Linked DNA regions of Rattus norvegicus: region 2 is linked to region 1. A link is a contact called in public Hi-C data. All regions are on one chromosome and are shown on one strand. Each heading gives the region's core, a stretch centred on a gene start, on an enhancer-like site or on the middle of the called end of the contact. The rest is flanking DNA. Distances are from core to core; before and after follow the strand shown. Region 1 has its middle 22 kb from the start of Stard4. Region 2 overlaps Nrep (neuronal regeneration related protein).

Region 1 (2,700 bases), core at 23-2,522:
CTTCTTTGAAAAGGTCAAACCCTTCTCAGAACTCTGCTCAGGGCAGGGCTCTAGCTTTGCCCAGTCCGGCAGTCCAGTCCCGGACAACTGTCTTTTTTCTTCTTTCTATTTTAGATGCTGACAACAATTCTAAAGTTCCTTTCCTGATTCTGAGAGCCAGGGTATTTCTAAAAACAGAAAAGTTCTCTAATTTTACTATTTGACTATTTACTATATTTTGACGGTTATGTGTCCACAGAGATACATTACTCAAATTTGCTACCAAGACAAGCAAAGAGGTCAAGAAAGCAGAGTGGAACATTCAGCAACAGGGCTGTAAGTAAGTGGATAACTGTTTTCAGTCGAAATAAAAGGACATTTTAAAAAAATGAAATTAATTGAATAATGATTTTCTATATAAGGCAACCATTAAGCTTTTCTATAAAATATATTTGTTCCCAATATATTAAGAAACCTGTAACATCCAAAAGAGTATATAAATTATTCTTTTGTGATTTTAAATGAAATCGCTGTAAGTTTCAAAAGGATGTCACATATATGTATGCACACATGTACAAAGAATAGAATGATTATTAGTAATAGGAGCTTATAATTGCAGTTTGTTTTGGTGTTTATACTTTAATGATAAGAGACATTTACTGTAATAAATCTATTATGATACAATTATTATATAAAATATAATAATTTTATGAAGTATGGATTATTTGGGGTGGAATCATTTGTGTACAGTATAAAGATGGGAAGATACATTCCAAATATCAACAAGAACATCGTTTAGGATAGCCTTTTAGCTTCATGCTTTTCTTGGTTTAAAAATTTCCTGCATTGGACAAATCTTGCTTTAGGTAAATTATGAAAGCAACAGATGTTAAATGTTAAATCATCATGAGTTCCCTGTGACCACTAGGCTAATGTTCGACTTCCTAATGCAGTATCAAAATCCTCACAGGCAATGCCTTCTAAGTTTTCCCTCATCCCATGTGTGCCCTCTTCTTTTTACGTCATTCTCGGCTGCCACACCCCACTCGCACTCCACTTCATCCTGATGAACCTTCGTTTGGGGGCTATGCTGCTTCCCGGACTTGTCCACTTCACATTGATGCTGACGTTCCTGCTGGCTCTGAAACTCCTCTCGGAAACGCCTTTATCAACTTCCGTTCCTGAAGTCTACGTTTCCCACAAGTTTGAAGTTCAACACGTAAAGTACCAGTGACCTTTGGATCAGAGACTGCAGACTCGAGTGAACGTGACGCACGGTACATGTTTGCCCTGTGCTGAACACGCTGTGCGGGTCTGGTTCCGAAACTGCACTCCTGGTTCTCCAGTTTGCTCACTGACCTTGGCGCAAGTTCTTGGCTGTTATCTGCAAAAATTAGGCATGAAAGCACTTGCCTCAAAGAGTTCTTATAGAGATAATAAAACGGTAATAAGGCATTCGGAATAGTGTGTGCTTTCCAGTACATAATAAATGTTAGCTGTCCTATAAGGATTGCCCTCGTATGCTCAGGTCCATGGTCAGGTCCTAGGTGTCCGTTTGGAAACGTCAGTTTAATGGATTGTCATTATTAGACTGGCATTCCGAAATGACCCCTAAATTTAGCTTTCTCACGGCTACTCTCTTTAGACAATCTGGGTTTTCATTATCTAGACCACAAATCATTTAAATGTATGAGAAAAAAAAATTTCAATTGCAGAGTCCAATTTTGACCACTAGATGGGAATAAAACACCACCTATGGTTTTTACAAATCAACTACAAGAAACTTTGACTAAGTAAGCGTTCACTATTGTGCCTTTATTTCACGATTTCTATTCTTCTCCTCATCAGCTAAGGAAGCTGGGAGGAAGTGAGCTTGCCAGAGAAGTGGAGGCTTACATAGCCCTGACTGCTCACCCAAGCAGGAAGCCTGGCTAAGGTAGTGTGGCTGACATTCTTGATGTGACTGACTTAATCCCTCTACCTCATTACTACCTAACTACAAACGGAGGCTTTTAAAATGCCAGACTCTGGCTAACTGCTCTGGGACCAAAGGACAATGCCATCGACTGATTCTGTGGGGGGCATGAGGCAGCAGAAAGAGGGGGACAGAGCGGTTGGATGCAGAGGTGCTGGTTTTCAGGAACACATGAGACCTGTGTAAACGTTAGGGTCAGCCTTAACTGCCACGAGATCCTGTGCTCTATTTGCAAATGCAGCATATTCTTCACATCTGCAGCCCCAAAGCACTTGGGTTTGTAATTCAGACTCACTGTAATACCACGTGTTCTCTCACCAAGGTGGTGGCTATTGCCAGTCCCTCCCCCTCCCCACTCCCACCTCCAGAAATGGCTCCAATTTGTACAAACAGAAACACTGCCTCTGTGGTCCTTGCTGGTGCGTCAACCACAGACCCCCTAAGGCACGACTGACAATTTTTCCAAATAAGTGTAAAATCAATTAAAAAACATGAAGTCAGTTAAATGAGTTGTTCTATCTATGATACAGCCATTGCAACTGCTACAACAAGTGATGTGTAAAACTTTAACTAAGTGAAAACAGCAGCATCCACAACCCTTCATAAAGATTATCTGCTTTTTGTTAGCTGAATATTTCTCAAAAGAATGAACATACGTGTGCACATGCTAGCGTATATGATTTTTTTTTTTCTGTAGACGAAGCTTAGAACTTCTTACACTTGGATTTGGAGCTGGGGAGAGACTC
Region 2 (2,700 bases), core at 16-2,515, 170 kb after region 1:
CAAACAAAAAGATTCCAAAGAAATAACCTCGAAACGCCTGGAAAAAAATTATTGCTTTTCTTTTTCTAAGTCAGGCGGGTGAGGCTGCAGAAAGGAAGAGTTCTGGTAGGTCAATTACAGTTTTGTGATTGCTCCCGCTACCGTGACTGCACATCCACCCAGGGCCAGTCACGAGAGGACAGCCTCTCACACTCTTGGTAGCATCCGCTCAGCCTACAACACTGAAGAAGAAAGCCACACTCAAGACACAAGGAAAACAAGTCAGTCCAGTCTAGAGAAGAACATTCCGGGAAACAGAGTACCAACACCTTCTTAGAACATGGAAATTAAAAACAACTCCGTCAGAGCTACCTCGCCAAGGAGCATGTTGAAAGTCCAAAATAGCACCATTCATCAGTGTCTCAGGCCCTGTGGCAGCGTCTCAGTCACTTACCACAAGGAAACAATGAGTTTCAAACTACTTCTATACAGCAAAAGAGTACATGGGTAAAATATAGAGGTATACAGACAATCGATGAACTTAAACTACTAGGCTTGTTACATCTAAATGAAAAAAAAAGTGGGGGGGACTCTCAGCCTCTGCAAGAAGCAGTCGGGAGCTGTGACGAAAGGCAGGAGTGGACCGGTCGTGTGAGCGCAGTAGGAGTTTTGAGTTGTGGAAGACATTGTTGTAGCGAACCAGGCCTGAAGGCCCACCTGTAGGGGTTGTAAACGTGGATTCACAGTGTGAAATTCTGAGTGTTTTCACTTGAGTCAGAATGATTAAAAACTGGTTTGATGAAACCTATTTGTCCACTGTAAATTCTCTAAAGCCAGGCTTAGAGTCCCATAGTTTCTTCTTATATTTGATGATTTACACAGAAAAAAAAAATCCCATATATGATACCAAGACCTCATCAAAACCCCATACACCGTATGCAATACAAATGGAGGTGTGACGATTAAAAAGGGTGGAGGTAACCGATAGCTGGGGAGCCGGGTTCATGGTTGCCCGGCGGAATCAGCGAGGCAGCGATGGGCTCATCCATCTTCTTGCGGTTCACTTCCTTAGGCACAGGAAGTCTTCCCTGCAGGGAGAAGACAGACAGAGAGACACACACATACACAAAGACAGACTTAGTCACACTTTTAAAACCATCTTTAACAGTTTTTGCTTCTCTGCCTTTTTCTTGTCCAGGAACTTTTGCTATTGTGCAAACCGTTTATATATTAACAGTATTCTGTTGGGCGTCAGTATCAGGCCAGTGGGGGATGAAGCAATTGAAGAAGCTTTTCTTTGCTCAAGTAGAGTGAACTCTTTCTCTCATGGTGGTGTCATTCTTCAGTGTCAGGTCTCTGGGGACAGTGGCTAGCATTAGGCAGGACCCAGGATCAAGCTGGGTTAGGGGTATACATAGAAGTGCTAATACATTTTCAAAGATTTATTTTATGTGTATGAGTGTTTGCCTGCATGTATATGTGTGTACATTTGGCCTGGTGTTCATGGAGGGCAGAAGAGGACATTGGATTCCTGAAACTGTATCTACAAATGGTTGTGAAGCACCACGTGGGGGCTAGGAGCTGAACCCAGGTCCTCTGCAAGAACAGAAAGTGTTCTTAACCTTATCCGCTGGGCCATCTCTCTAAACCTATGTGTCTCGTCTCTGCGTGTATGTGTGTGTGTCTCTCTCTGTGTGTGCATGTGTGTGTGTGTGTGTGTGTGTGTGTGTGTGTGTGTGTATTTAAGTACATGGGTGATGTAATGGAGGGCTGACAGTAGCCTACTTTCTATTATACTATTTAAAATAGATCATAATACAGAAATCATTTCTATGTAAGCGTTACTCTATAAGCAGCTGGCATGTTTCATACAAATGCTAATGGTCAGGACTAAAATGGTACCCAATGGTGGAGTGAGAGATACAATGTAAAAGGAGCCCAGATAGCAGCTAGCTACAGGAAAGAGGAGGAGAGCTCGAGACCACACCCAGAGGCTCCTGAGACTTGGTAACTAAGTTCCTCCTTACTCAGCTGATAGCTATGCTGATGAACCCCACAGGTGATGACCACTCTGTGCTGCTTCTGCTGATCCACAGAAGGAGGGCAGCCTCGAGGTGCAGCCTCCCTCAGCGGGGCCCACTGACCAACTGACATAAGAGTCTTAATTCATTAAAAAGGAAAAATGATTGCATATCCCATTTACCCACACACACTCAGTGAAGACAAACTCTCTCTAAATCAAACCGTTAATTTTTGGCATTTTCTTAAGGACGATATTAGCCTTTCTGGTCTTTTAAGTATTTGTGTTCCAGTCAAAGGAACTGTCTACACGGAAGTACTATGCAGTTGTGAAAACCATTTCGATCTTGAAATTTTAGTATCCAGTACACAAAATAAAGATAAAAAATCCACTGGTATTTTCCAAGTAATGCCACCCCCCAATCTGACCAGTTAGGGTGGCCTTGAAAGTGTTCCAAAGCTAGCACACTGCTGTGTGTTGGTGTTTGAGACTCAGTCCCACTAACCGTTGACCTCCAGGAAGAAAAACACACACTGCAAAATGAAATTTGAGAGCTAGGAAAGAGTTATCTCCTGAAAAACAAAGTGGGGTATTTCATTCAGATCTGAATCCAGCTCTTCTGTTTCTATTTAATTCATTGTCTTCCTTCTGTAGTACCGAACACTCATATACCGTCTTGTTGTGAATGCTTGCACACATTG

The links. A called contact is a pair of places that touch in the nucleus more often than the background predicts.
Region 2: a Hi-C map of liver shows a contact between it and region 1, with 5 times the contacts expected there. The contact joins two enhancer-like sites. A contact is called at or near these places in 3 of 12 Hi-C or Micro-C datasets (hepatocytes, kidney and liver).

The regions. Positions count from the first base shown.
Region 1 is chr18:25,125,254-25,127,953 of GRCr8, forward strand. No RefSeq gene overlaps it. Among named protein-coding and RNA genes, the nearest start is that of Stard4, 22 kb to the left of the region's middle. Within about 2 kb of position 1,273, at least 7 of the 93 cell types and tissues checked have an H3K27ac peak or open chromatin away from gene starts, as enhancers often do. A contact at or near this core is called in liver, where this site is marked.
Region 2 is chr18:25,291,951-25,294,650 of GRCr8, forward strand. Nrep (neuronal regeneration related protein) reads right to left here. Exons shown (of 4, transcript NM_001419561.1): 4 at 1-1,067. The coding sequence ends at 942. Among named protein-coding and RNA genes, the nearest start is that of Nrep, 27 kb to the right of the region's middle. Within about 2 kb of position 1,266, at least 1 of the 93 cell types and tissues checked has an H3K27ac peak or open chromatin away from gene starts, as enhancers often do. A contact at or near this core is called in liver, where this site is marked.